Regions from separate parts of the Mus musculus genome. Here regions 1, 2, 3, 5, 6 and 7 are each linked to region 4. Evidence: chromatin contacts called from public Hi-C, HiChIP or PLAC-seq and promoter capture Hi-C data. All regions are on one chromosome and are shown on one strand. The core of a region is the stretch at or near the end of the contact, and the rest is flanking DNA. Distances in the headings are between cores, read along the strand shown. Region 1 holds the start of Gorab (golgin, RAB6-interacting). Region 2 has its middle 15 kb from the start of Tiprl. Region 3 has its middle 7.9 kb from the start of 4930568G15Rik. Region 4 holds the start of Blzf1 (basic leucine zipper nuclear factor 1). Region 5 overlaps Tiprl (TIP41, TOR signalling pathway regulator-like (S. cerevisiae)). Region 6 has its middle 28 kb from the start of 1700029M03Rik. Region 7 holds the start of 1700029M03Rik (RIKEN cDNA 1700029M03 gene).

Region 1 (3,733 bases), core at 154-2,653, 900 kb after region 4:
GGAAGGGCCAACAGAACAACAAATAGGAGATTTGGAATGTTGCAAGGGGGAAAGTATAATTTTATACAGATGTATTTTATTGGCTTTTATTATCTCTTGCTGGTGCCTTGATTTGCATTCACAAGCAAGGCAAAACCTTTTAAAATACCATAATTACTGACTCTATTAAGATTAGTGATAAATCTTGTCTTATAGAAAATGTATAAATAAAATGTAACAGAAAGCACACAAGTAGGTTTAAAATTGTTGTTGAGTCACTAGTAAATGGTTATTGTGTGCAGAGGGCAAGCTGAATCCACTACCAGATTGTGACTAATACATTCTATTCTGGAGTTAATGTATATCTGTTTACACATTTAGTCTATGTTCAAAACTTGAACGAAACTAATCCTTTTGGATGGTATTTTGCCTTTCAAATATATTGAAAATAAACTCATCTTTAAGATAAGCATGTGTGGCATCCTTGAATTTTGGAAAACCTGTTACATTTCAAAGTTCAAAGATTACAAGAAAGATGTCAAACTTTTTTCTGATACTTATATAACTGAACTGCTCATTTCAATTGCTGGTGTCATATTTTATTTTCCAGTATACTCCTTTACTTCAACTTGATTAAAAATATTGACTCTCGAGTCGAAAATTAATATTCTTTAAAAAAATTTTCAATGTAGCCAATGTAATGTTTTCAGTTGTTTTTAGTAAAAATAATGAAAAAAAGAAATGGTTTAAAAAACGCTGACCTACACATACATGGACAAGCTTTGCATCTTCTAATTTTCTAAACTCTGCTTAAAACGGAGAAATGGAAGCTCAAGAAGATAGCTTTAGACAAAAGAAAAAAAAATCACCATTTAGGACTTGAGTGTGGTGTGTTGAGGGACTTCTATAGGCAGGAGGAGACCAGCAAAATATCTTGGCATAAGGATTAGGTTCTTAGACTCATTCATCATAGAAACAAGAAATCGAAATCTGCTAGATGTTATTGTCTAGAAGTGAACTGGCCAATGCTTAAATCTCAACCCTACACCCTGTTTCTCCATGACTTAGAACCTACAAGCCAAGGATGCTCCGGTACCGCCCACCTCCCAGGCAATACAGGCTCCGCCCAGCTAGTCAGGCAGTTCCGACCTGTAGGCCTCCTCTGTCACTGCCGCTCTACCTGTTTTCCTCAACCCTTCCTCATATTCCCATAACCCCCACTTCCCCCCAAAGATATAAAGCAAGAAGAACTGGAACGTGTAGCAGAGGCCTGTGAGTGGAAGCGAAGGCCGTGCTTTTGTAGTCCACCGAGTCAGGCTTTCAGGCATCGCTCGGGGCAGCCCCACAGGTACCGGGTCCCTGAATGCAGAGGGAGGCCTAGCGCCACAGTTCGGCACGCTGATTGGCTGTTCGCCGCGCCACTGAAGGAACCCGGATGTGCCTGTGGAGCTGTGTTGGCAGTCTGCGCGCGGAGATTTGGGCACTCTTTGGGTGCCCAGGGCTAGGCGGATGGCTCAGGATTGGGCGGGCTTCTCTGAGGAAGAGCTGAGGAGACTAAAGCAGAATAAAGGTAAGGTGTACTTGCGCGCGGGTGTGGAGTCTCGAGTCTGAAGGACAGGAGGCCGTCTTAGTGGGCGAGGGGGCGTGGGGGCTGGAACTCCAAGTTGGGGGACAGGGGTGGTGGGATTCCCTAGGTGTCTTTGCTGCAGAGGCCAGAGGGACGGCCCAGGGGTTTCTCTTTTAGCATCTGTTTTCTGATGATTTGATGTTTTCCTGTAAAAAGGAATGAGGTTAGGAAGAGAAAGCGAAGCCACCACCTGAATGGCCCCTAAGGGAGGCTTTTAACCCAAACCAATGGTTGTAAACTTGGGTTCAGGGTGAATGAAGACTAATACTGCATATACAGCATCATAATTGTGAACTTATAAAACCAGATATTTGGGAAAGGTGTCATGAGAGTGAATCAACGCAGAAGAAGTGGTATTTATGATCCATCCGCATTGCCTTTACTTCTGGCTACCAGATGAGTTTGCATTTCTTTCCAGTTCTTGGGAGTCAGCAAACTAAAAGGACTTTTCGAGAGGTTAGATTTGAAGTGCGTGTGTGTATTTGTGTGTACATGCACAGTGCACTTACATGTCTGTCTCTTCTGCCTTCAGGGACAGTGGAAATCTGCTGCCCCGGATGGGGCGGGGGGCTTTCTGGAATAATTATAGATCACTGTATGGGCTTGCGATAACGCTGCTTCTGATTTATTAAGTTTTCCAGTACTTGGTAGGAAAGGATGTAAAATGCTCTTGACCTGTGATTGCAATTTCACAAAAATGTCTGTGGTAGGCTTGGAAATGCCCATCACTTCTGTGAGAACTTTGTGCCACTCTTGGCAACATTTTAAAAAGTACCTTAAGGATAAAATTAAATTCTTCCATGTCTATAGTTTGTGAGATATCTGGATATGTCTTGGGTACTTGGAATATTTAGCCTAGATATGTGAATTATCTAGGACTGACAGGTGCAGAAGGAAGTAAATTACTAACATGGGGTCAATGTGGGGAAGACTGGACTGGCTGATCTTTCTTAGTACTGTCATGGAATTATCATGTCAGATGTGTTCCAACTGATTCTGTCCAGCTGGCTGTTTTCAGGTTCTTTCCTTCTGTAACTCATTCTCCATTCATATACCTATATGTACAAATGCAGGCACCTAGATCTGATCTGACTCAGTTCTCAGTATTTGAATCAGGTGTGTTGTCTGGTCCAGGGGCCTCTTCCGTCCTTGTCATGGGGAATGCTAACCTGCCATGAAGCACAACGTCTGCCTTAGAGATGTCAAAAGTAGCAGGACATCTTTGCCCTTAGAGACCTTGTAGATTCATGAGACAGACAGTACAATAAGGTGGTAGCCATAGAGCAAGTTCACGCTGAGGATTTAATGGACACTGGGGACATTTCATGGAGGTTGAATCTTGGCTTTAGCTTGATTTGACAAAGGTTTAATGTAGGACTCCAATATGTTTGTTATCTAAAAAGTATATTTTAACTGTTTAATTTGGATTTGGTTAGAAGGTGATGAGAACCTAAACTTTAAGGCCCGTCACTTGGTCATGAAACGCTAGACTGTGGGTATAAAATCACTCATCTATGACATCTGTAAGAACAGAAGTATCTTCCAGTTTTTATGTAGCCATAGTGGAACACAGTGATCAGAACAAAAATACCAAGTCTCCTTGGTTTCCCATTTTTAAAGCTGCAGAAATCGAGTCCTCCTCGCAGCTGTTAAGAATGCAGTTAAATAATCTAGGAAGATGGGATCTGTTGCCAGCCAAAATAAGTACAGGGTGCTTTTGAGACACTCGAATGCATAAATGCATGTGCAGTCAAGAATGTTCTTAGCCACCTTGTTTATAATATCCAAAAGTTAGAGACAAACGAGTTGTTTGCTAGCAGATGAGAGGATACATAATATGTGTTAGATCTATTGGTGGGACTCTATTAATCGCTAGTCACATTCATTAATAATGAATTTGTATAAATTACATGAATATTTGCAAAAGCAAGTTGTGGCTGAGTAGATAATAGTCTAAAAGAGTTTATATATGAACAAAATTAGGGAAAGCAGGTGCATTTTGAGAGTAGCTGAAGAATATCAAAGGAGTGAAGCAGAATTGGTAGAGAGGCAAGGGAGTGTGATGGGAGGGGTAAGTCTATACAGAAGCACCGCTAATTAATATATTAGGCAAAAGCAGTTTTAATT
Region 2 (3,653 bases), core at 258-2,757, 940 kb before region 4:
ATACATACATGAATCCATTTTTCCAATGCAGCCCTGAACCTTGGAGAAGGTCTCTTTTTCCACGGGCCTTGTTCAGCTTTAGAACTCTATATCACGATGCAATTAACATATCAAATTAACAGCTTTCTTTAAATATTTTTAAATATTTGTTTAGCATGTTTGCATGTTTAGAGAGAGGTCCGTGTGTAACCGGCAGAAGTTGGCTCTCCCCTTCCTCTGTGTTGGTTCTGGAGATCAAACTCAGGTTGCTAGGCTTGGTGGCAAGCTCCTTTACCCACTGAGCCATCTCGCTGACCCTAAATCCACAACATTCGATTATTGCCATTGGTTTTTAAAATATCCTGTCATACACCTACCTTTTATTTATTTGTATGTGTGGGTGGGTGGGGGAGGGAGGTGTCTTGCATGTGCCATCAAGAAGTATGTGGAAGTCAAGAAGACAACTGTACAAGTGGGCTCTCTTTTTGTACCACGTGAATCCTGGTGATGAACCACAGGTCCTCAGGCTGGGTTTTTGTAAGAGCATCAAGAAGAAAAGACAGACAACAGGGTTTACAGGGTCGAGTAGTTACAAGGAATGAATGGAAGCAGACTGAGTTTTTTTCCTTTTTCAGTCCAGTTAGGAGCAGCTAGGGAAACAAGGTTCCTGGTGGGTAAAATTAAATGTCAAGAGATGGTGAACATCGAACAGCAAACAACACCTTGACCTGCTAAGCCATCTCACTAGTCCTTTAAAGGACAGATTGCGGTATTAGAGGAAGTCCACCCCTTGAAGGCTGAAGATCTGGATTTGAAACATGACTCTAATCCCAACTTGCTGTTGGGCAGTGGAGATGAACAATCAAGACCCTTTGAGACTGCCTAGGGATAAAAAACAAAACAAAACAAAACAAAACAAAACAAAACAAAACAAAAAAACCAAACAAACAAACAAAAAAAAACTCAACTCTGCTTTCACTGAGCCCTCCTGGAGAGCTAAGGAAACCCTAATCCGAAGCAGGCGGCCCAGTTTTCCCCTCCTGGCCAGTGCAAGGAGATCAGGACTGAAGCAGAAGAGGAGGTTGGAGGTGGAAGTGAAAGGGGTGGATGGGATGGAAGAGGAGGGCGCTAAGGGGGTCCCAGGGCTGGGGGGAAGGGGAACAGGTTGGAAAATCTTCCCGAGGTAATGAGGTCACGCCTAGGGAGACAAGACTGAGACAAGAAGTGTTGAGAGACAGCGAGTTTCCCCCACTCTCCCGTGATGGCCACAGGACAAGGCTGCGACCCATCAGCTGTGACAATGTACAGTCTTCTTTCATCACCTTAAACTCGAAAACCATGTTAGCCATAAAGCTGGGCCTTCTCTTTAGTTCTCTGTATTTGCCCTTGGTTTGGGAGAAAATAGTGACGAAAAGGGTTTTGTTTTGTATTGTTTTTTGTTTTTTCGTTTGTTAGGTTTGGATTTTTCCACCTCTCTTTTCATGCCAAGAGAGCAGATGTCCCCTAGTGGCCAAAGTTGGATCTGCAGAAGCCACATTTTGTGGCTTGGGGCCGAGGTTCCAAGTGGTGAGCAAAAGCTGCCCTGGGAACCACTCTGGGAACTTTGATGGGAAATGGAGGCAGGAAGAAATAAAGGAAAGGATAAGAAGCAGCAGAAGATGACCGGGAAGGCAAACAAGAAGGGACACATGTAGTGCCAATATGAGTGCAAACAAAACAAAACAAACAAACAAACAAAAACCAACAACAACAACAACAAAAAACCCTTCTAGTCCAATACAATGTAATAATGTCTTTCTCTTTCCTGAAGCTTTAGACTCACTGAATATTTTAATGCTATGAATGATAGAAACTTCACAGAGTAGCATGTGGTGGTTCATGCCTTTAATCCAAGCACTAGGAACACAGAAGCGGGTAGATTTCTCTGAGTTTCAAGCTAGCCAAGGCTACCAGTGAGATCCTGTCTCAAAAAAAGGAAAAAAAAATGTATATATTTGGAGAAAAAATAATATTACTGCAAGAATCATTCCAATTTCAGCTTTGGTGATGGCCCTATGTCACACAGTATGTATAGACTTAAAACTGAATTTAAAATATTTTGTTGAAAATCACTTCTCGGGCTGGAGAGATGGTTCAACGGTTAAGAGCATGGACTGCTCTTCTTAAAGGTCCTGAATTCAATTCCCAGCAACCACATGATGGCTCACAACCATCAATAATAGGATCCGATGCCCTCTTCTGGTGTGTCTGAAGACAGCTACAATATACTCATATAAATAAAATGAATACATCTTTTTTAAAAGGTGATAATTAGAAAGAGAGAAAGAAAGAAAGAAAGAAAGAAAGAAAGAAAGAAAGAAAGAAAGAAAGAAGGAAGGAAAGGAAAGGAAAGGAAAGGAAAGGAAAGGAAAGGAAAGGAAGAAAGAAAGAAAGAAAGAAAGAAAATCACTTCTCTATTGTAAGGCTAAATGTGAAATGTCCCATTATGGATGGCCTCCTGTGTAACTAGGCTAACACCAAAAAACTATGAGAAAAGATAGCTTAATTTTTTAATATTTATTTTATTTAGTGTGTGTGTGTGTGTGTGTGCCTGGTGCCCACCAAAGTCAGCAGAAGGGGTTGGATTCCCTGGAACTGGAGGTACAGATGGTTGTGAGTCACACGTCGGGGCTGGGACTCAGATCCAGATCCACTCAAGAGCATTGACGTCCTGAACTGCTGTGGCATCTCTCCAGCCCAAGGTAACTGTGGCCAGTGAGATGGACAGCTAGTAGGACATAACATTTAAAGTTGAATTGTGTTTTTCAGGATGTGTGTGCTACTTACACAGGCTGTTGGATTATGAGGAGAAATGTTTACAATGGAAGCCTTTGGTAAGGGGAGTTCCCATGAAGTGGCTGTTCCTTGCCCATTACACATTTCTTCACCAACCCTGCAGTGAAGGGGTTTTTTCTCTCCTATTCAAAACTTTCACATAGAACTTTGAAGTGGCTGTCACGACTGGGTCCTAACACCTGTTAAACAAATGTTTCTGTCTGTAGCTTATCCTCAGAATAACATGTTCTGCATATTTGTTTGCACTTTTACTTTTGAGAAGAAGGTTTTTTTTTTTAAATAAGGCCTAGACTATCCTCAAACTCATGATCCTCCTGCCTCAGCCTTGAAAGCGCTAGGATGATAGGCCTGTGCCCTCATATTTAACTTTCAGACTAACATTTAGAACCAGGGCATCACACCCTCAGGAACTAGGGAAAATATATATTGCCTTAGCTATTGGAAAGCAGCAGGCAACAGGGATGACATTAAAATGCATATTATAGGCCCAATGCCCCAGGGAGTGGGCACTCTTTATGTCTTTATATATCTTATACATGGAGAATTAGACCATTGTCTTCACAGGAGAATTGGACGGAAGGGGAGACCATCATTACTGTGTTAAGAAAAGTAAGCCAGATCTAGAAAGATGAAACACAGCATATTTTCTCTCATGTGCAGACTCTAAGGAAACAAAAGTAGGAAGAGGACTGTTGGGACTTATTTCAAAAACAAAACCTTCTTCCCAAAAGTAAAAGTGCAAACAAATACGCAGAACATGCTATTCTGAGGATAAGTAGACAGCAGGGGAGTAAGAGTGGATAACAGGGAGGTAAACATGATCAAACACGTTTTCTATG
Region 3 (3,441 bases), core at 937-3,436, 790 kb before region 4:
ATGCTACATAGGCCCCTCTGGTTCTCACTGTCCAACGGTTCTAAAGGATGAAAGATTGAAGTATGAATAGAAGAGGAACAGCTAATACCCTAATGCCAGGCTGTCAGAAGAAACAGGAAATAGGAAGTCAGACGCCCCAATCTTTTGACTTCGTCCTGTAGTCCAGTGTTTAATCTATGCTCTCAGCTTTGCATGCACTTGTGTGTGCAGGTTGCACACATACACATACACACATACATAGAGACACATGCACATACACATACAGACACATACATGCACATAGGCACAAACACTATACACATACATACATTCACATATGCACATATACACACATGCACATACATACATACACACATGTACACACATACACACACATACATGCACACAGGCACATACATCACAACACACACACACACACACACACACACACACACACACACACACACATATGCACATTTTAGTTGCACTAAGCCTGGTGGTGGAATCCAGTACTACCCTCTCCCCATGTATCTTTCTTTTGAGACAGAGTTTGATTATATATCAGCCTTATTTTGTATTCATTATATAGCCCAAACTAGCTTTTAATTCCTGATCAATTTGTTTCACCTTCCTAAGTTATGAAATAACAGATGTGCACCACCAAGGCCAGCTTCCTGCATTTTTATAAGGCTTGGTGGATTAATGCTTGATCTTTAAAAAAAAAAAAAAAAAAAAAAAAGGAGCCGAGCAGTGGTGGCGCATGCCTTTAATCCCAGCACTTGGGAGGCAGAGGCAGGAAGATTTCTGAGTTCGAGGCCAGCCTGGTCTACAGAGTGAGTTCCAGGATGGCCAGAGCTACACAGAGAAACCCTGTCTCCCGTCTCAAAAAAAAAAAACAAAAACCAACCAACCAAACAAAAATAAAAAACCACCACCACCACCACCACCAAAACCAGCTTTAATGTATTACAAAGTGAAAATGCCATGTTTGAAATGTACACTGGTTGATTTTTGTCAGTTTGACAAAAAATAGAGTCACCTTGGAATAGGGAACTTCAACTGAGGAGGCACTTCCATCACATTGGCCTGTGGGCATGTGTGGGGGCACCAGTGGGGGCATTCTCTTGATTAATGATTCGTGTGAGAGGTGGCTGGTTTTTTTGTTTTGTTTTTTGTTTTTGTTTTTAAGAATTAATATGTTGTCAGACACATCAGAAGATGGCATCAGATCCCATTACAGATGGTTGTTAGCCACCATGTGGTTTCTGGGAATTGAACTCAGGACCTCTCAAAGAGCAGTCAGTGCTCTTAACTGCTGAGACATCTCTCCAGCCCAATGACTGTGTTTTATAAGAAAGGTAGCGGAGCAAACCACGGAGAACAAGCCAGTTAGCAGCTTCCCCACATAGCTCCTGCTTCTGTTCCTGCTTGAGTCCCCTCATGGTCAATTGTCATTGGGACGTGCAAATAAACCCTTCTCCCCCTAAGTTATTTTTGGTCGTGGTTTTGATCACATCAACAGAAAGCAGTCTAGGACAGTAAGTGTGCCTGCTTATTCCGCTGTAACACACGACTAATGAAGAATTAAGTTGTATTTCCTCTAGGTTCCCTGCCCTCTAGGCTAATTCTTTTTCTGCCACCCACCCCACACCCAGATGTCTTTTCTGCATATAAGTAGTTTTCCCCTCCCTGCTTGATTAGTAGGCACTGAGAAATCACATTACTGCAGCTGATTAATTTGATTTTTATAGTGCTTGGCTTGATGAAGCAGGTGGATAAGTACTAATTAAGGCTGTTGGTGACCCCATCATCTCTCTATACAGAGGGTTCAGTGACTCAGAGATAGCTATTAATTAGTAGGTCAATAGCAAGGATGGGATTCAGTAGATTGGTGAGGGTAGGAGGTGGGGGTATTAGAAATTTATATCTCTGGAAATGTTTTATCACAGTTTCCTTTACAGTAGAAAATGATGGTAACACAGCAATAGCTAATTTAATGCACACATATAGTGGGACATATGTAATTTATAACAATACATTTAGATTTTTTTGTGTGTGTCCAGTTTGACTTTTATTTGGTATGATATAGCAAGAACACCAAAAACTCCTTTAAGGCAAACAAATTGGCTGTGTAGCAAAGCTTTCTAAGAGCAGATAACTTGGGGCTAAGTTAGTTTCTCTGTTAGTAAGATGGCGTGGTGGTGCTGGGTTGAGCTAAAGCTAGTATGCTCAGGGGTAGAGAGGGATGAACGACACTTATGTTCTTCACCTGTCAGGTTTATTGAAAAGCTGACACAGCAAGTGAATTGCCCAATTGCCCTGAAAGTGTTTGCTTAGCAGTTTTACAATTAGGTGTGCGGTGTAATGAAATAGTTTACGTTACATTTATTTTTATAGGTGAAGTTCTAAACATCTGGCTCACCCATTTCTGAGATTTATTTACCTCTTGCCTTTTTTTTTTTAAACTGGAGAATGCTTTTGCATATATAATGAGGGCATACATCAATAGAAGTTTATAATTTGGGTTGGGCATCTTGCAATGAGCACACCTTTAAATTGTAGTGTTCTGGAGTGTATATTAAAGGCTTGCAAGGGAAAATTGGAACGTCGACGCGGCAATTTGCTTTGGGGAGGCATTTCTAGTTCTATTTGTCACCACAGACTTTTCATAATGGCTTCTGAATCGCTAAGGGATATTAGTCCTTACCAGAGGTTATTTGAACACTGTCTTAGTTACTTTTCTTAGGCCATGATAAAACACCATGACCAAGGTAACTTACATAAGAAACGGTGCCTTTGGGTTTATAGTTGCAGAGGTGTGAATGTCGGTCATTGTGGGAGGCTTGATAGCGGGCATGGTGGCTGGGACATGAGACTGAGAGGTCACGTTTTGAGAGGGACCTGGATAAACCTGCTTCAGTGATGCACTTCCTCCCGCAAGGCCATATCCCCTACCTCTCCATACAGGGCCACTAACTGGAGACCAAGTAGTCAAGTATATGAGCCTATGAGGAATATTCTTATTCAAATGACCACAAATACTTTTAGCTTTAGTTAAAAACCCCTTGGTCCAGTTATGATATCAACCCCAACACCTGGGTGGCTAAGGTCCCTACAAGCCTCTCTAACCCCCAATGCAAAACAAACCCCAAAACCTTAGCTCAAAAGCTCCTAGTCTTCTTGGGCTCTCCCCCCCCCCCTAGAAAAGGATACATATAATGTTAGGAGCTACAGAGTATGGGCAATAAGCTAAAATTTCCTACTTGTTTCATCTGGAGAATTCAAATTTTCTATTTTGTTTGTCTTCCTTTCCCAAAACCCTTCACTCCATCTCCTAAACCAGCAACTGCCTGGGGTAGGGAGAAGGACACAGCTGATAGCTGCAGATTGCCTCAAGGTGAAACAGGTCTTTACTGGAACCCCTTCTAGATCAGTGGTTCTTTGCCTTCCTAAGGCAGCAAC
Region 4 (3,450 bases), core at 914-3,413:
TACTACTTGTTTGGTTTTTGAGACAGGCCTGGAATGTACTAAATAGGATAGGCTGGCCAACCAGTGATCCACCTGTCTCCATCTCTCCAGTGCTGGGATTACAGGCACATGCCACCATGTCTAGCTTTTGTTTTGAGTGCATTTGGGGGACTGAATATAGGTCCTCACGCTTGCAAGACAAGTGCTTCACCAACGGAGCCACCCCCAATGCTGGTTATATACTTATGTCAGTGAACAACCTCCATCCTCCACAGACACTATCACCCTATCGGCCTTTGCCACATACATCTGTCTGCCTGTGCCCAGACTGCACACGGAGGGAAGGACATCTAGCTTCCCCTCCTTTCAAAACATTTTGCTGCTTCTCAGAAAGGACTGACAGCAAATGGAGGGGAGGGGGAACCCTGAGATTTTTAATTAACTGTTTTTAGGCCTCCCCCACCCCACCCCACCCCACCCCCAGCCCCAGTTTTTCTACCAAACAGTAAGAGGACTGTCTCTAAGGTAAGCCTGCATGCCCGGAGAATTCCACTCTTCATGCTCAAGGACCAAGTTTTGATTTTGATGAATCATGAGTCACAGTAAGAAAAGTACTTATATAATAATCAGCTTAGCTGGGCGAGGTGGCGCACGCCTTTGATCCCAGCACTTGGGAGGCAGAGGCAGGCGGATTTCTGAGTTCGAGGCCAGCCTGGTCTACAAAGTGAGTTCCAGGACAGCCAGGGCTATACAGAGAAATCCTGTCTCGAAAAACAAAACAAAACAAAACAAAATCAGCATACACCACACACACACACACACACACACACCAGATCAAATGCTAACTAACTTCATGCCACAAATGGTTACAATAGATGGGAGCAAGAGAAATCAAGAGCAAAACAGATGAACGGTCACTTCCACACTTCCTTCGTTAAAGTAGAAATACGAGGCTACAGAATAGGTAAAATCATTGATTATTTGGAATCCAATACTGAATACATTGCCTCTTAGATTCTGTCAAGTGCCTAGAAAGGAGAAAAGAGGGAGGAAAGAGATTGGGTCTGTGAAGTAAAGGTTTGAAAAGGTCTCTTTGGTACCAAAGGACCAGATTGGTTAACAAAAAGGACTGCTGAACGTCAGTCAATGAGAAAGCCTCATTGTGCAGATGCCTCTTGCTAAGTCACAGCTACACCCACCTGAAGGCAACATTTTGCTCTGTCCCGTCCACCACGCACAAGTGCAGAGATGACTAAAGATGAGTTAACTAGAACTCTGTGCACTAGAGCAATGGGTACATTAAAACCATCTAAAGGCTTATTAAAACGCAAAGTATCAAGCCCCATTCCTATTCAGTCATAATTTATGGTGGTGTTGGTGAATGCTAGAACTCTCCAAGTAATCCTGAAAAACATACCTGCTAAAACACAGTGATCTGGAAAGTATGAAATGAACTAGACGCTGAGCCAGCAGACAGCTATTACTAAGCGGTCCTGGTAGGAGATGCAAGGTAGAACTCCACCGCTTGGGAGAACTGACTCCAGCACTCAGGGAGATTCAGATCCAAGTTAGTGTTGAGACAGCACCACGTCGATAAGGGTCTGCAAGCTTGAAAAACGAAAAAGATAAACAATGCAAGCTTATAAACGGTTTATTCGAAATAATTCTCATCGGGTTTTCTTAGATTCCATATCACCCCCATTTACTTTCTGTTACATTGCTCTAGCTTGAGGTCTTAGTGGCGCTAAAATGGAAATTAGGGTGCTGCAAGAAAAGGGGTGCGCAGAGGCAGAAGGAACTGCTCCTAGCGAGGTAAGAGGTGATGAAAGGCGGGGTGCCCAATCGCCCAAAGACTTGGATGTTCCGTAACCAGGGTCTCGGAGCCTTTCATAGGGCCTCCCTATAACACTTACCATAGTTTGTAGATCTCAGCACAGGAAATAGATTCCTGTACACAGGAAGACTACACCACCACCAATGATCCGGTTACTCTGGCAACGCAAGCCCCGCCTTCCTCCAGCCACTGCTTCGAAGACGCCGCCTCGAAGCTGCTTCGTCTCCATTGGCTGGGAGTAATTAGGCCCCGCCCATTCACTCAAAGATCCACCCTTTGCCTCATCGCCTGGGGCAACGCGACGCCACCTTCTCCGTTCCAACGCGTTCACTTCCGTCTGGCTGGTAGTGACCCGGAAGTTTAAGCGTCCATACCGCTTGCATTATCTATTGGTACTTTTTTTTTAAGTAGATATCTTCCAGTTTTCGCTTTCCGAGCCGATACATAGTAGACCCTGTCTCTCTTCATTTTACACACAGCACGAAGTGTCAGTTGGTCCTTGTCCTTCAGAAGAGCATTCCGGAAATGAAACCCTGTGTAATAGGAAGTGATTAGAGTGAGCGAGGCGCTGCGTGTCAGGGAGGCTTGGGCGGGTTGGCTTCCGAGTGCCAGGGGAGTTTACAAGTCAGCCGGCTGCTGAGCGAGTGAAGAGCCTGAGCGGTGGACATTGAAGTAAGGATATCACAGGTAAGTCCTGGAGCCGGCCCGTGTGCCGGACGCGGTGGGAAGAGGATGGTCTGGGCTGGAGTTCGGCAGCCATTGGTTTGGGATTTAAAGGTTGTTCTGGGAAGAGGCTCCTCCTGACAGGGACAAACTTGGGCTCATACTCCTGGGGAATGAGGCTGACAGGCTTAATTTTTCCACCTCCTCTCCTTTTAAACTCGGCACCCATGCCTCCCCACACCTTCACCCGGTGTTTCTTAGACAAGGACACTTGCTCATCGGCATCGCATGGTCCCAGCGAAGTTTCTGACTTTAAAGTCTCTGTTTGCCATTGGATAGAGTTTCAGGATGCATTCCCAGGGCAAGGATTTGTGATGTTCAGGAAGTTAGACCGGGTACTGAATCGTATACATCTAGGAACAGTCAGCTTTTAGGACGTGTGGTCACCTATTCTACAGTCTAGACTCCAGAGACCACTTAAACCTATGCCTGGGTTTTCATTATTTAACAGGTATACATTACAGCCCGTCAAAAGGAAATAATGAAGAACGTGGGTACTAAAGACAGAAACAATTAAAAAATAACTTTTAAAGTAGATGCATTCTCTGAATATATTGTTATTGCTTTAATTCTTTCGTATGTATACATCTCTAGGTCTTCGGTGAAAGTCTTGGATTGTATTCTCATTAGTTATGGAAAAAATGACTACCCTTAAAAGTTCGGAAAACAAAGGTAAGTGTTTTTGTTTTGATAATAATTGATTTGGTTTTTTGTTTGATTGGTTGCTTTTTTGGTTTGGGGGGGAGGGTTGTGTTTTGGGTTTATTTTGGAGTAGGAGGGCGTTATTTGAGACAGGGTTTCTCTGGGTTGCCTTGGCTGCCCTAGAACTCATTGGCCTTGAACTCAGAGAGCTCCCCCTTGATTATCTAGTAAGGCAGGTAATACAACTGTTCGTTTTATTTTTACTACACTGT
Region 5 (3,612 bases), core at 774-3,273, 910 kb before region 4:
TCTTAAATGGCTGAATTTGAGGCTAGCCTGGTCTACAGAGTGTTCCAGGACAGCCAGGGCTACACAGAGAAACCCTGTCTCAGAAAACAAAACATAACAAAACAGTTTTATATGGGAAAACGGTACAAAAGGATGGTTTGTTTATTTACGTGTCTGCTTTATAGGGAGGATTTTATAATATACATATATAAATATATTGTAATTTTTGTATTTTTAAATATAGGCTGACAAGACCTACATGTTACGAGAATATACATCCAGAGAGAGCAAAATTGCTAATTTAATGGTAAGTACTTAAATTTTAAGTATTTAGATGTTGAATTTTAATAATTCATTTTAAGTCTCATATCCCACTAATCCCACCCATTCATCTAAATTTGCATCAGAAAATGTGTGCCAAGGACCAGCCTCTGCTTGGGAGTTCTGTTTGAAAGTAGCAAAAAACACACAACTGGAAGTCAAGTCTCAGGACAACCTATGTTGTTCTCTAGACAGCTTTCTCTTGCAGGCCTAAAGACATCTCTTGAAGATCACAAACCTAGTTTTTTATGTAGATATCAATTCAGTCATTACCCCAGGTTCCCTTTTGATTATCCTATGAGTCAACATCCCATGGCCTTTGGTTCTTAGGAGACAGCAAGCACACTTTTTATTACAGAGCCCTTCAGATATCTGTCAGCCTTTGTTAAGCACAGAGATAAGATAACAGGATGGGGCCTGGATCTAAATTCCCTCAGTCACAGGCTGACCTCAAACCCAGGGATCTGTCTGCCTTTTTAAGCATACAAAAAAACTTAGCTGGGTAGGATCTCCGTCAATCACCACTCCCTAACTCTCTGTATCTCCTTCCGTAGTATCTTCCTGACCAGTTGGCTCACAGCACAGCTGCTTTTGTTCCTTTAGATTAGTGAAACACCTTGTATAGTTCCTTATATTTTACATAGTTGAGAAATTATATATTTTTGAGCTCATGTTTTCAGAGTTTTTTTACAGCCTTAAGGGCTGTCCTGAAGGTCCCAGGGTTTACCATTTTACTGAGACATTAGCTACACTTTCGCCTCCTGGACTGATGGAGTCATTAATGTTAACAGGGAGGACATTCCTCAAAGGAGGAACATGAAAATACTTAAATTATACAAACAAGCCCTAGGCCACAGCAGCCATGACATCATGGAGGCCTCTGCCCTGTTCCAGGCGTGGGAACCACGTCCTTCCACCCCTTCCAAAGAAGATGTGCTCCTCCTGGGCTCTGCAGGGTGGGTCTCTCCTGGGTTTGTCTCCAGCACCAGGGCACCTGGAGATCTTCGCTGCCATCCATCTGAGTCCTGTTCATTCTGAAGAAGCTGAGAGGCAGGGGTGTGACCTGAGTCCCATCGCTGCAGCTGGTGCCATGGATGTTCCTCTGACTTAGCACCTGACCCTCTAGAATGTTTAATAATTTATTCATGTTTTGAGATTATACTAGAGTTCCATAAATTTTCTCTTTCCCCTCCAAGGCCTCCCATGTCCTGTATCTCCTTAGTCTTTCAAATTCACTGTCTCTTTCTTCCATCATTGTAAACATATAGATGCATCCTACTTCCTCTGTGATGTCACTTGTATGTATATGTTCTTACACATCCCTTTTTCTTCCAAAAACTGGTGCCTCTGTACCAGCATCTGTAATTATTCTGACATAATTTTCCTGTATTTTTTGCTCCCCTGGAATTTGTGAAGTCCTTCCGTGGCACTTGGGTTTTGTGATGAACTGGCTTAGTACATGTCTACAAAATAAGTATTTTTTTTTTAAACCATAGTACTTACTCTGTCTGAATATAGTGTATGCTTGGATTAGAATAGTTAGTAACTGTCGTAGAATGTGTACTGGACTCTAACTAAAGATTGAACTTTCAAGTTACTCAAGTAACGGGTACTAGGGAGGGATTTGATCAAAATGTGTGGGATTCTTTTAGCACTTACAGTAGCACTGTCAGTTATGACACCAAGTTCCTTGAAGATCAGCCACACAGTTGAACGATTGAGTAACAGGAAGCAGCTGTTATCTGGGGGAGCACTCAATGCTCCTCCTTACGTGGAGTGTCCCCAGGGCTGAAATTAGCATGCTTTGTGAACTCTTACACTAGAAGGTTTCAGAAATCGTGTGAGCCATAACTGAGAATATACTAATACGATTTTATGTTTTTCCTAGCATGTTCCACCTTCCCTCTTCACGGAACCTAATGAAATATCACAATATTTACCAATTAAGGAAGCAGTTTGTGAGAAGCTCGTATTTCCAGAAAGAATTGATCCTAACCCAGTGGACTCACAAAGTACGCCCTCAGAATAAAATGTGGTACAGCAGACTCTCTCCATGTGGAACCTGACTGGAAACCTTGGCTATTTGTAGGGGTATTTTTATTATGAGAATTAATTTCCTTGCTTATGCGCAGATTTTCTGTAGCCTTAAAGGAAAATAAAAGATTGCTGCAGGCAGGTTCCACACAACTCCTGTTTATCCTGTCTGTTTTCAAGTTCCTGCTCCAGAGAGAGATGTGCTCTGGAGCTTACGTCAGCAGTGATGTGTGTGGGTCTCATGAGGGGACATGGTCTGCATCCGGCCTGAAGCATCGTCTTCACTGTGAGGAGGCTGACTGTAAGGCTGTCACTGAGCCCCGATGCCTGGGACCTGCCGGCCGCCATAGGATGCTGACTGCATGCTGATGTGCTACTCTGGCTCTTGGCTGTGGGCTTTCTGGTGTTTGTTCGCACTTACGGAGAGTTGTGACATGTCACCTACAAAATTAATCTTGTATTAGTCATTAGTTGGAGTTTCTGGGCAACATATTGTGTGTGTTTGTACACACAAGTATTTTTTAAATCTTTTCATTTAAATGTCTTTGTCTCTGAGTAGTGTTAGATTACTTATTTTGATAATTCATTGTTAAAAATTGTGGAGAATTAAAATAAAATAATTGACTTTTTAAAAAAAATTAAAGAGGTGGGCGGTGGGGAGGAGGAGTGTGCATCTGAAGATTGTATTAGTGTATCCCTGTGAGGAGTACCCAGGTGTGTCCTTGGCCATTTCTAAATATGACATATGCCATTTTATATTTATTTGTCCAAGTGTCTTTTGTAAGAGGAGAATAAATAATAAGGAATTATGTATTCATAGTTTGCTGTTTATTTCAGCTTTTCTTAGACTTACTTGAAGATTGGATTAGGATGTATCGTTCTCATTTATTTTGTTCTGAACCCGTTCAGTATTGCAGACACATTTCCCACGCAGATTACAAATGGAAACTGCTAGGTATGAACGCGATCCCCTAGTTTGTTCGCCTTTAAGCGCCTGTCTCTCTTCTCCCTCTGCTCCTTACACTCCTGAGGGCACTTTTAAGTAGTCAGAACACATGGGTACATGTCATGCATAGCATCCCCTTCAGTTCTGAGTACCGTGTTCTCTGATGTGGTATAAGGGATTACATAATGAAGCGATAGAATGTGGTTGGTCCTTTATACGGCGAGTGCTGTGTATGTGGAGTCATCCGGCTCCTCATCAAACAGTTGAAAACATCCCAGCGATTATGACCACGCACAGACTTTCTGTTGTCATTCCCTGACTGTCAGTTTTAG
Region 6 (3,344 bases), core at 541-3,040, 680 kb before region 4:
AGACAGAGTGCCCCAGTGCCTGGAAAGCCCAATCTGTTAAGTCTTACTGCATTTTTACTAGCTATTTTCCTTTCTGTTTGTCATGTACATGACACCTTCAGCAGCAGAGAGATTTGGCTGGGGGTGGTAGCAGGCCAGGGAGGGGGTGTAGTGGCCTGGGTCTTTTCAGCTGGAAAGCCCAGCACAGACCAAGGTGAGGCACAGTCATCTCTCCCCAGCTCATGGCTCAGGGTACTGCTCAGCACAGTGATGGCTCTCAGAGCCTACGCTCAAGTTTTACTTCTCTGGGTTTTACAACTTCTTAAAGAAATGCTACAGATATATATATACACACACACATACATATACATATATTTAAAACTCTAAAGGCCAAGTTCAAGTCCCAGGGTGTCTCTGTGGAGTTTCCCCGTTCCTCTTTAACATAAACAACTCATTTGACTCCACTGTGTGCTGCTTGATTTTCAGTTCTTCACCTGACTGTTAGGGCTGTCAGTCACAAGCTCTTTTTCCAGTCTTTGCTGAAGACAAGATCTTTCACTGTTACATGGCTGATTAATGTTACTCTATGACTATAAAGGGGAATGTATGTGTCTGCCTGTCATTGTGCTTTCTTGTAATTAGTGTTGTTCCAGAACTTTCTGTTTATTTCAGAGACACTTCACTAGGCACTTCCGGTGATGTTCAATGCATTGGATTTGAGTTTCCTTGATGGTCTTTTTCTCCCATTTCATCAAACATGAAGACGATCTTGCAGAAGGAACAAAATGGGGAGCAGATAGATTTTCATTTGTTGCTAAAAAATGCACTGCAGTGACCCTGGGCCAATGGCTCACTATCTACAGTCTTAGTTTTCTGTCAGTAAATGAGACAATGATATGCAGACTTCAGCTCACATAACACTTTTGTATGAGCTGGAAACTCAATACTTTTGGCCTGTGCGACTGTAGCTTGGCAAACTGAATGTGGGTTTGATTTGACTCTCTTGTTGGCTCCCTCAGCTGGCACATCCTGCAAGATCATTCCAGGCAGCCCTTAAAGGACCTTCCTCACAGGGCTGGCATGAGGCTCTATGGGGCTGGTTATGGGAAGAACCATGCCACTTAGACTGCACACCCATTTTTCCTCTTGCTCTATCACTCTATCTGCTTCTGCTTATCCCAAGTTCTTCAGCCTACACTGGAGAACATCACAGACAACACAGAATCATTACCAAAGCACTCCCTGGGTCCCCTTTTGTATCCCTCCTTCTAGAGCCTTTCTTCCCCTGTTCTCGAAAGAAGTTGATCTCAGCAGTAGAAACATCATCTTTTAATTAGAGACTAACAGATCTCGGATCATAGAGAGTTGATGTATATTAACACATGCATTTTAACACACAGGTATGTGTTAATATACAAACATGTTAATACACACGGGAGATTATTGGAAAATATAGACTAATTTCCTGGCCACAGGGGGTCTTGCTTTTTCTGAGACATAAGGCAGAACCAGAGATCCTCAGAAGGGCTGTTATATTACTGGATACAAAAGGGGCTCCTAGTACCATTAGACACACACAGCATTTTTATAATCCTACCCATAACAGACAAAAATAAACCAACATGCTTTAAACCAAGGAATACACATATACCATTTCCTTTGTATGTTTAATCCTGAGGCCTACACAGGCCTGATTTGTGGTTTGTGTTCCTCCCTCCCCTTTCCTAAGAGAACATTTAGGATTGTTCACACGTCCTAAAGCCCTCATTTGCATAATTTAGCAGAACAGAGCGTGGGAGGAGAGCAAATGCTAATTTCATTCTAGAGACTTGATGTGCCCTGGATCCCAAGCAGGTGCCACAGAGAAGCACATGGTGACCGAGGTTTCAACATGCTAGGATTTCCCAGCCTCAGCAGAATCTTGGCTTGGTGGCTTTAGAGGATAGCTAGTGGAGGAGACTGTAGAATCTTCTCCTATGGTGACAGATATAGGTTAGAGAACTGGAATTTTAGATGTTGAGTAGCCCAGAGGACAAAGTAAATTGAGATCAGAGCTCAGTCTTACTCATTGTGGTTAAATTTGGATTATATTCTTGTTAGTCTTTTGTCAGCATAATAATGACTAAGTGCTGGGTCAGGAAGGTAGGTGGCCTATATCTGTATTTTTTTTTACCATAGACCTCTTGCTGTAAGAACAAGGGCCAATTATATTTTGACATCAGAGATTCCTTTTCAGTAAAGTGTGGGTAGCTATGGTACCCACTTCATCAGATTAAGAGAAGGACCGGATGAAATGATGGTGTTCTAGAGCATGCTGAAGAAATATTCATAGGTGTTAGCCGGCTAGTGCTTCAGAACTGATGGGGACAGGCAAAGGGATTCTCTTCTGACCTGAGGAAACCGTTTCATTTGAAACGCAGTATTTTGTTAAATGTGTTGTTTGGCATTGTGGAGAGTCCTTGGCATGGCAGTATTGCTGGGGTGTAAGTTTGTGGATCTAATTCAAGTCTTTAGTCTTGAATCCAGAGACCTGGCAAGTAGCACTGATTCTGTCTTTACTAGACTAAAACTCTGGGCACTTCATCTAATAAGAAGTCTTTACCTCAGTTCCCTAATCTGTAAAGCAAAAGGATTGGTGAGATTAGCTTAGATTCTTTCCAGCCATAAAGCTGCAGGGTTGTTTGTTTTTTGTTTTGTTTTGTTTTGTTTTTTAATGTTTGTTTCCACTCAGTGTTTTTGGCTCAAGAAAAAGGTCAACTTGAGTTCAGAGGAAGGTTTTTGTGTCTTGGTCAGAGCTGGAAGTCCTGGTTGTGGTGCTTCTCGACTTGGATCATATTTGTTTCAGTAAATTGAAATGGAGTAAATTGAGGCAGCGAAGTTAAAGGTTCTATTAGCTTAAGCTTGTACATCTTTGCCTAAGGCTTGCCAGGCAGTCAGACGAGTGTTGCGACTCATTCTGTACCAAAGCTGGAAGCCTGGGTGCATGTCCTTACTGTTACCTTGCCTCTCTTGTTTCCTAGCTCCCTGCGAGTTCTAAGCATTAGAGAGCCAATTCCAGTCATTTAATCTGACTTGAAACTTCATTATTTGGAACATTGCATTAGTGATACTTAATCTCCATTCTGAAGGCCCTGGTGTTTAGTCTGAGGAAATAAAACTAGTCTGTGTGAAAAGTAATCCATACATAAGAATTTCCTATAAAACAGAAATGATGTACTGAGTATGTGAGTAGGGTGAACTAGACATAGCCTGTGAGGCCCGTGAGTCATTTATGATTAGAAACTTCTCCACTCCAGTCAACTAGTCCCCAGAGAAGCCATGACCATATTTAGATTTGTGAAGAGGTGAGTGGTGTTTGATCTTGT
Region 7 (3,799 bases), core at 274-2,773, 650 kb before region 4:
GCTGCAACACGCAGCTCTTCTGCACGTATCTAATGAGCCATGCTTGACTATCTCTCTTAGTGTTGTCAGTTTGACACGGATGGAAGCACACCGCTAGCCTGATAGGATCCACGATTTTTTGTGGAGGGTGATCAGTGAGGTGGTGAGGATGCCCTGGTTGGAGGCCCGGATTTGCCCCAGGGTGACTAATTCAGGCAAGTCGCTTCATCCTGGTTCCATCCAGGTCTCTTCATAAACAAAATGGACACAGTCATGCCCACTGTATCCTCCATTACAAGGTTTTGGGGGGCAGCACATGAGTGGAGGGTTGTGGCACCAAAGGGCTCTGCAGTAAGCATATTCCCAGGCAGGTGGCTAGGGAACTGTCGGGGTGGGAGGGCAGAGAGCAGAGCGGAGGCGTGAGGGAGACTGACCAAAGGTTCGGGTGCCCTCCTAGAGATTCCTGGCACCGAGAAGCTGGGAGAAATGCAGAGGGATGGGGATGGAGGCTCCTGTCAGCTGCAGAGGCAGTGTGTGTGTCTTGAGCTTCCTATCAGCTCTCAGGACTGTAAGAATGGGACTCCCAAGCACCATGTGAGCTTAAATCTAGAGTCTCTCTCTTAGGCTCACTATTAAAAGAAATAAATATAAAATGGGAAAGCAACAGGGGCTAGATTACTCTCTCTCACACACACATACACATACATAAATACACACATACATCATATATATCATGTATGTCACACACACACACACACACACATATGTGGAGAGAGAGAGAGAGAGAGAGAGAGAGAGAGAGAGAGAGAGAGAGAGAGAGAGAGAGAAACTAGAGTAAAATCCTTAGTGTGTCCACATGTGCAAGAGCAAGCCTCTCCATGAGAGAACAAGGGAAACTGGGCTTTGTGATTTAGTCTTCTCTGGTCCTTCAGCATCTGAGCGGGGTCTTAGAGGAGATGGATGCTTAGGATGGAGAATGGATGTACGTGTTTGACTGTTTGTGTCTCACAAATCAATACCTTCTCTGTGCTGCCTTAATGTACACGCTTTCTTTAATGACAAGAGCTAAAACAATCCAGTGTTCACCTCTCCCCTTCATACTGCTTCAACAGATATTGCTGGTAGAGGAAAGGGGCGGAGCATTTCCTTTCAAAGGTCTTTGGAGATTTTCATAGAATTTATATTCATTTGGAGGAAAGTATATTCCTTACAATGTTTGTCATCCATTTTATAAATGCCTTTTGTATCCTTTGGGAGAGTTAACTATCCCTGTAATAGAAAGCAATCTGGATATATTATGGAATGGACACAAAATTGTCATGAATTTTAAGGTAAGTTGTGAGATTTCAAAGAACTGCATACTGACATTGCTCACTTTCATCAAGATCTCACCTTTGGAGGAACTCTTCTTGCCGTTGAGGTTTGTGGAGTATTGCTTTTCCATATTTCCCTGAGAGACGGCTCTCTCTTATCTGAGTAGTCAATTCTGTAAGTGTTGAAGTCAAATGAGTTGGGTTCAAACCTCAGTCAGTCATTTATTAACTGTGTAATCTTGGGCAGGTGCCTTACCCCTGTCACATCCTCGGTTGTGATGTGTGGAGGAATTGTGAGGTAATAAACACCAGCTGCTATCAGACTGCCTCACACAGGGTGAGCACTTGTTATGAGCAATCTGAAGCTATGTTTGCTATAGTGTAGCATGTGAAAATGTGTACACATGTACTGGTATCTGTAAGTGAAAGGCAGAGAGGAAATTTTTCTTTATCAGACAGCACCCTACTCTTGTGAGGCAACTGTAGTTCCAAATTATTCATTTTACTCTCTGTTCAAAATGAACAGTTTTTTTCTTTTTTAATCACAGACAGGAGAGTAGATAGACTCATCAAGAAAAGGAATTGAAGGGCACAATGAGACAAGAGGATGAAGGAGAAACTATTCAGTACTCACTGGGATGGAAATAAAGAGCTCTGCAGTGAGAATCTCAAAAGCTTTGTGACCTAACAATGAGACCTGCGGAGAAGGCAGGGCCCCTGACTTGGGAGACAAACTCAGTAACAGAAACTTGGCAGAGTTTTGACTTCTTTCGACTTGGGACAAAGGCAGAAGAAGTAGTAAAAAATAATTGAAGAGTGGTTTATTATGTCTGTGTTGCAAAGGGGCAGGAAACCACAACTTTGAAGACGTGGAGGAAATGGTTAAGGCAACACTGTGAGCAAGCAACGGTGCTAACGCTGGGGAAAGTGAGGGCAGATGAGGGCAGCTAGGACTGTAGAGTCGCCTAGAAATTAACATCCCTCCCGTTAGGAGAAGCATGCTGCGTGTGTGACTTTGAGAAGTCAGTTACACTGACATTGGAACTTTGCATGAATGTTCGGGACCAAGCCAGATACCAAACGGTAGCAGCAGAAGATGGGTAGAGAAGACTCAGTGTGGGCCCAGAGGTGAACTTCCTTTCAGTTTTGAAATCAACAATGATTTCTCTGATTGTTAAAATATGAGTGGAAGATTCTCATTACTGCGTTTTTGTGAGGCACCCCAAATGGAGTCATTCTTTAACTAAAGAGGCAGTAACTATTATGAATGCTCCCAAGATATTATCTATTATTTATTTCCATTGTTTATACAAAGAAAAAGATCGACTGTGAACCAGATTGTATGAATAGTTATGTAGAAATAATGTGATCGGAAGCATTAAGGATCAGGAACACAGAACAGTTTTCTCAGGGATGTGCATCCATGAGTTCAGATCATTGGAAAGATAATCAGTGGGTGTGGTTGATGTTAAGCTTCTTATTGGACCAGACCCAAAAATCAAAACACAGCTCTCCCTCTTGACCCCACTTTCGCCTTCAACTGCAGCCCTTTATCTCTTAAGTCTCTGCCATGGCACTTACAAGATGAGTGTGGTCTAGCATTTTCCCTCTAAAGGGTTGTCTATGCTGTCACTAAGTCTCCCGGGCCTCTCTGGACCCCCTTCACTAAGTTTTCTGCTCCCCGTAATCTAGTGTGACCTCTCCCTTGTGTCATTTATGATCTCCACCTTGCTTAAGTCAGCTGTCACTTTCACATCCCTGTTTTCTGACATCCACCATCATTTGACATAGTTACTCGCCCCAGTCCTGCATTCTCCTATCTCAGTCTCCAGGACACCACACCAGGCTGGTTTCCCCCTCACTCCTGATTACATCTCCTTTCCCTCACCATGTCCTCTTCATCTTCTAACCCAAGGACTTAGAGAATCCTGAGCTCTCTCTTTGGGATTCTCTCTCTCTCTCTCTCTTTTTTTTTTATCAATTCTCATTGCTTGTGTGTTTTGCCCAATATAATGGCTTTATATGCTGTGCATATTCTGAAGACTATGAAATGATCGTTTCTAACCCAGACATTTCCCCTGGTCTCCTGATCTATAGAGAGCTACTTGAAATTCCCATTTGGGTGTCTACTAATCATCTCAAACTTAACATGTCCTAAACTGTGTTCCTAACACCTCTGCAGAGAGAAACTCCAACATGTCCCTGTCTACCTCAGCTAGCAGCAATACTGTTCCGGGGGCTTCAAACATAGCTTGGGCAGCGTCCTTTGTTCTCCTCATCTATGTCACCGTGCCCCCCAGTTTCCCCACAAACTGTCTAAGTTTCATGTTTAAAAGAGAACTCTTGACCCTTTCTCACAAACCCCTGGTACCACTCTGGTTCAGTCCACAGTCAGCTCCCCCATGGATCACTGCAGTGCCTCCTCTGTGGTCTCCTGGGTTTAGATTGGTTTCCCTGCAACTCATGAGCTGTATAGCAGCCAGAGTGACCTGTTGAAACCTAGGTCA

What was found. Promoter capture Hi-C pulls out the DNA fragments that hold promoters and counts their contacts. A called contact is a pair of places that touch in the nucleus more often than the background predicts. HiChIP or PLAC-seq counts read pairs in DNA pulled down with a chosen protein or histone mark.
Region 1: a Hi-C map of effector CD8 T cells shows a contact between it and region 4, with 5 times the contacts expected there. The contact joins the promoter of Gorab here to the promoter of Blzf1 in region 4.
Region 2: a contact with region 4 is called in a promoter capture Hi-C map of neural stem cells. The contact joins the enhancer-like site here to the promoter of Blzf1 in region 4. A contact is called at or near these places in 7 of 39 promoter capture datasets (the 3T3-L1 cell line, the C10 cell line, cranial neural crest and 3 more), 4 of 484 Hi-C or Micro-C datasets (Th1 cells, cardiomyocytes, cerebellum and 1 more), 1 of 115 datasets of contacts at active chromatin or transcription factors (stem cell-derived neural progenitor cells) and 2 of 9 other capture datasets (adipose tissue and liver).
Region 3: a contact with region 4 is called in an H3K4me3 HiChIP or PLAC-seq map of embryonic basal ganglia, with 7 times the contacts expected there. The contact joins the enhancer-like site here to the promoter of Blzf1 in region 4. A contact is called at or near these places in 15 of 39 promoter capture datasets (the C10 cell line, cranial neural crest, embryonic stem cells and 10 more), 1 of 15 datasets of contacts at CTCF or cohesin (the NIH/3T3 cell line), 28 of 484 Hi-C or Micro-C datasets (the AtT-20 cell line, B cells, the C3H10T1/2 cell line and 25 more), 18 of 115 datasets of contacts at active chromatin or transcription factors (the 230-238 cell line, the HL-1 cell line, T-cell acute lymphoblastic leukemia and 13 more) and 4 of 9 other capture datasets (adipose tissue, embryonic stem cells, liver and 1 more).
Region 5: a contact with region 4 is called in an H3K4me3 HiChIP or PLAC-seq map of bone marrow-derived macrophages, with 7 times the contacts expected there. The contact joins the enhancer-like site here to the promoter of Blzf1 in region 4. A contact is called at or near these places in 7 of 39 promoter capture datasets (the 3T3-L1 cell line, 3T3-L1-derived adipocytes, the C10 cell line and 4 more), 2 of 15 datasets of contacts at CTCF or cohesin (large pre-B cells and pro-B cells), 8 of 484 Hi-C or Micro-C datasets (the AtT-20 cell line, CD8 T cells, LSK cells and 4 more), 14 of 115 datasets of contacts at active chromatin or transcription factors (the 230-238 cell line, acute myeloid leukemia, bone marrow-derived macrophages and 8 more) and 3 of 9 other capture datasets (adipose tissue, liver and macrophages).
Region 6: a contact with region 4 is called in a promoter capture Hi-C map of neural stem cells. The contact joins the enhancer-like site here to the promoter of Blzf1 in region 4. A contact is called at or near these places in 10 of 39 promoter capture datasets (the 3T3-L1 cell line, hippocampal neurons, liver and 5 more), 1 of 15 datasets of contacts at CTCF or cohesin (pro-B cells), 3 of 484 Hi-C or Micro-C datasets (Th1 cells, embryonic stem cells and ventricular fibroblasts), 13 of 115 datasets of contacts at active chromatin or transcription factors (the 230-238 cell line, astrocytes, embryonic forebrain and 8 more) and 3 of 9 other capture datasets (adipose tissue, embryonic stem cells and pancreatic islet).
Region 7: a contact with region 4 is called in a promoter capture Hi-C map of pre-B cells, with 9 times the contacts expected there. The contact joins the promoter of 1700029M03Rik here to the promoter of Blzf1 in region 4. A contact is called at or near these places in 15 of 39 promoter capture datasets (3T3-L1-derived adipocytes, the C10 cell line, the HPC-7 cell line and 7 more), 1 of 15 datasets of contacts at CTCF or cohesin (pro-B cells), 1 of 484 Hi-C or Micro-C datasets (B cells), 12 of 115 datasets of contacts at active chromatin or transcription factors (the 230-238 cell line, acute myeloid leukemia, astrocytes and 8 more) and 2 of 9 other capture datasets (adipose tissue and liver).

What each region holds. Positions count from the first base shown.
Region 1 is chr1:163,401,339-163,405,071 of GRCm38.p6, reverse strand. It overlaps Gorab (golgin, RAB6-interacting), which reads left to right and starts at 1,403. Exons shown (of 5, transcript NM_178883.6): 1 at 1,403-1,549. The coding sequence starts at 1,489. It overlaps Gm24940 (a small nuclear RNA gene), which reads right to left and starts at 2,789; the gene lies at 2,670-2,789.
Region 2 is chr1:165,250,070-165,253,722 of GRCm38.p6, reverse strand. It overlaps a transcript of Tiprl not described here. Among named protein-coding and RNA genes, the nearest start is that of Tiprl, 15 kb to the right of the region's middle. Within about 2 kb of position 1,507, at least 15 of the 459 cell types and tissues checked have an H3K27ac peak or open chromatin away from gene starts, as enhancers often do. A contact at or near this core is called in neural stem cells, where this site is marked.
Region 3 is chr1:165,098,121-165,101,561 of GRCm38.p6, reverse strand. No RefSeq gene overlaps it. Among named protein-coding and RNA genes, the nearest start is that of 4930568G15Rik, 7.9 kb to the right of the region's middle. Within about 2 kb of position 2,186, at least 4 of the 459 cell types and tissues checked have an H3K27ac peak or open chromatin away from gene starts, as enhancers often do. A contact at or near this core is called in embryonic basal ganglia, where this site is marked.
Region 4 is chr1:164,306,197-164,309,646 of GRCm38.p6, reverse strand. Blzf1 (basic leucine zipper nuclear factor 1) reads left to right here and starts at 2,163. Exons shown (of 7, transcript NM_001160209.1): 1 at 2,163-2,500; 2 at 3,131-3,208. The coding sequence starts at 3,169. Nme7 (NME/NM23 family member 7) reads right to left here and starts at 1,975. Exons shown (of 14, transcript NM_138314.4): 1 at 1,893-1,975; 2 at 1,397-1,587.
Region 5 is chr1:165,214,457-165,218,068 of GRCm38.p6, reverse strand. Tiprl (TIP41, TOR signalling pathway regulator-like (S. cerevisiae)) reads left to right here. Exons shown (of 7, transcript NM_145513.4): 6 at 224-286; 7 at 2,189-3,612. The coding sequence ends at 2,329. Among named protein-coding and RNA genes, the nearest start is that of Tiprl, 21 kb to the left of the region's middle. Within about 2 kb of position 2,023, at least 44 of the 459 cell types and tissues checked have an H3K27ac peak or open chromatin away from gene starts, as enhancers often do. A contact at or near this core is called in acute myeloid leukemia, bone marrow-derived macrophages and microglia, where this site is marked.
Region 6 is chr1:164,986,822-164,990,165 of GRCm38.p6, reverse strand. No RefSeq gene overlaps it. Among named protein-coding and RNA genes, the nearest start is that of 1700029M03Rik, 28 kb to the right of the region's middle. Within about 2 kb of position 1,790, at least 46 of the 459 cell types and tissues checked have an H3K27ac peak or open chromatin away from gene starts, as enhancers often do. A contact at or near this core is called in Th1 cells, astrocytes, hippocampal neurons and 3 more, where this site is marked.
Region 7 is chr1:164,958,611-164,962,409 of GRCm38.p6, reverse strand. 1700029M03Rik (RIKEN cDNA 1700029M03 gene) reads right to left here and starts at 1,523. Exons shown (of 2, transcript NR_166148.1): 1 at 1,372-1,523. It overlaps Gm39692 (a long non-coding RNA gene), which reads left to right and starts at 2,015. Exons shown (of 3, transcript XR_865701.2): 1 at 2,015-2,420.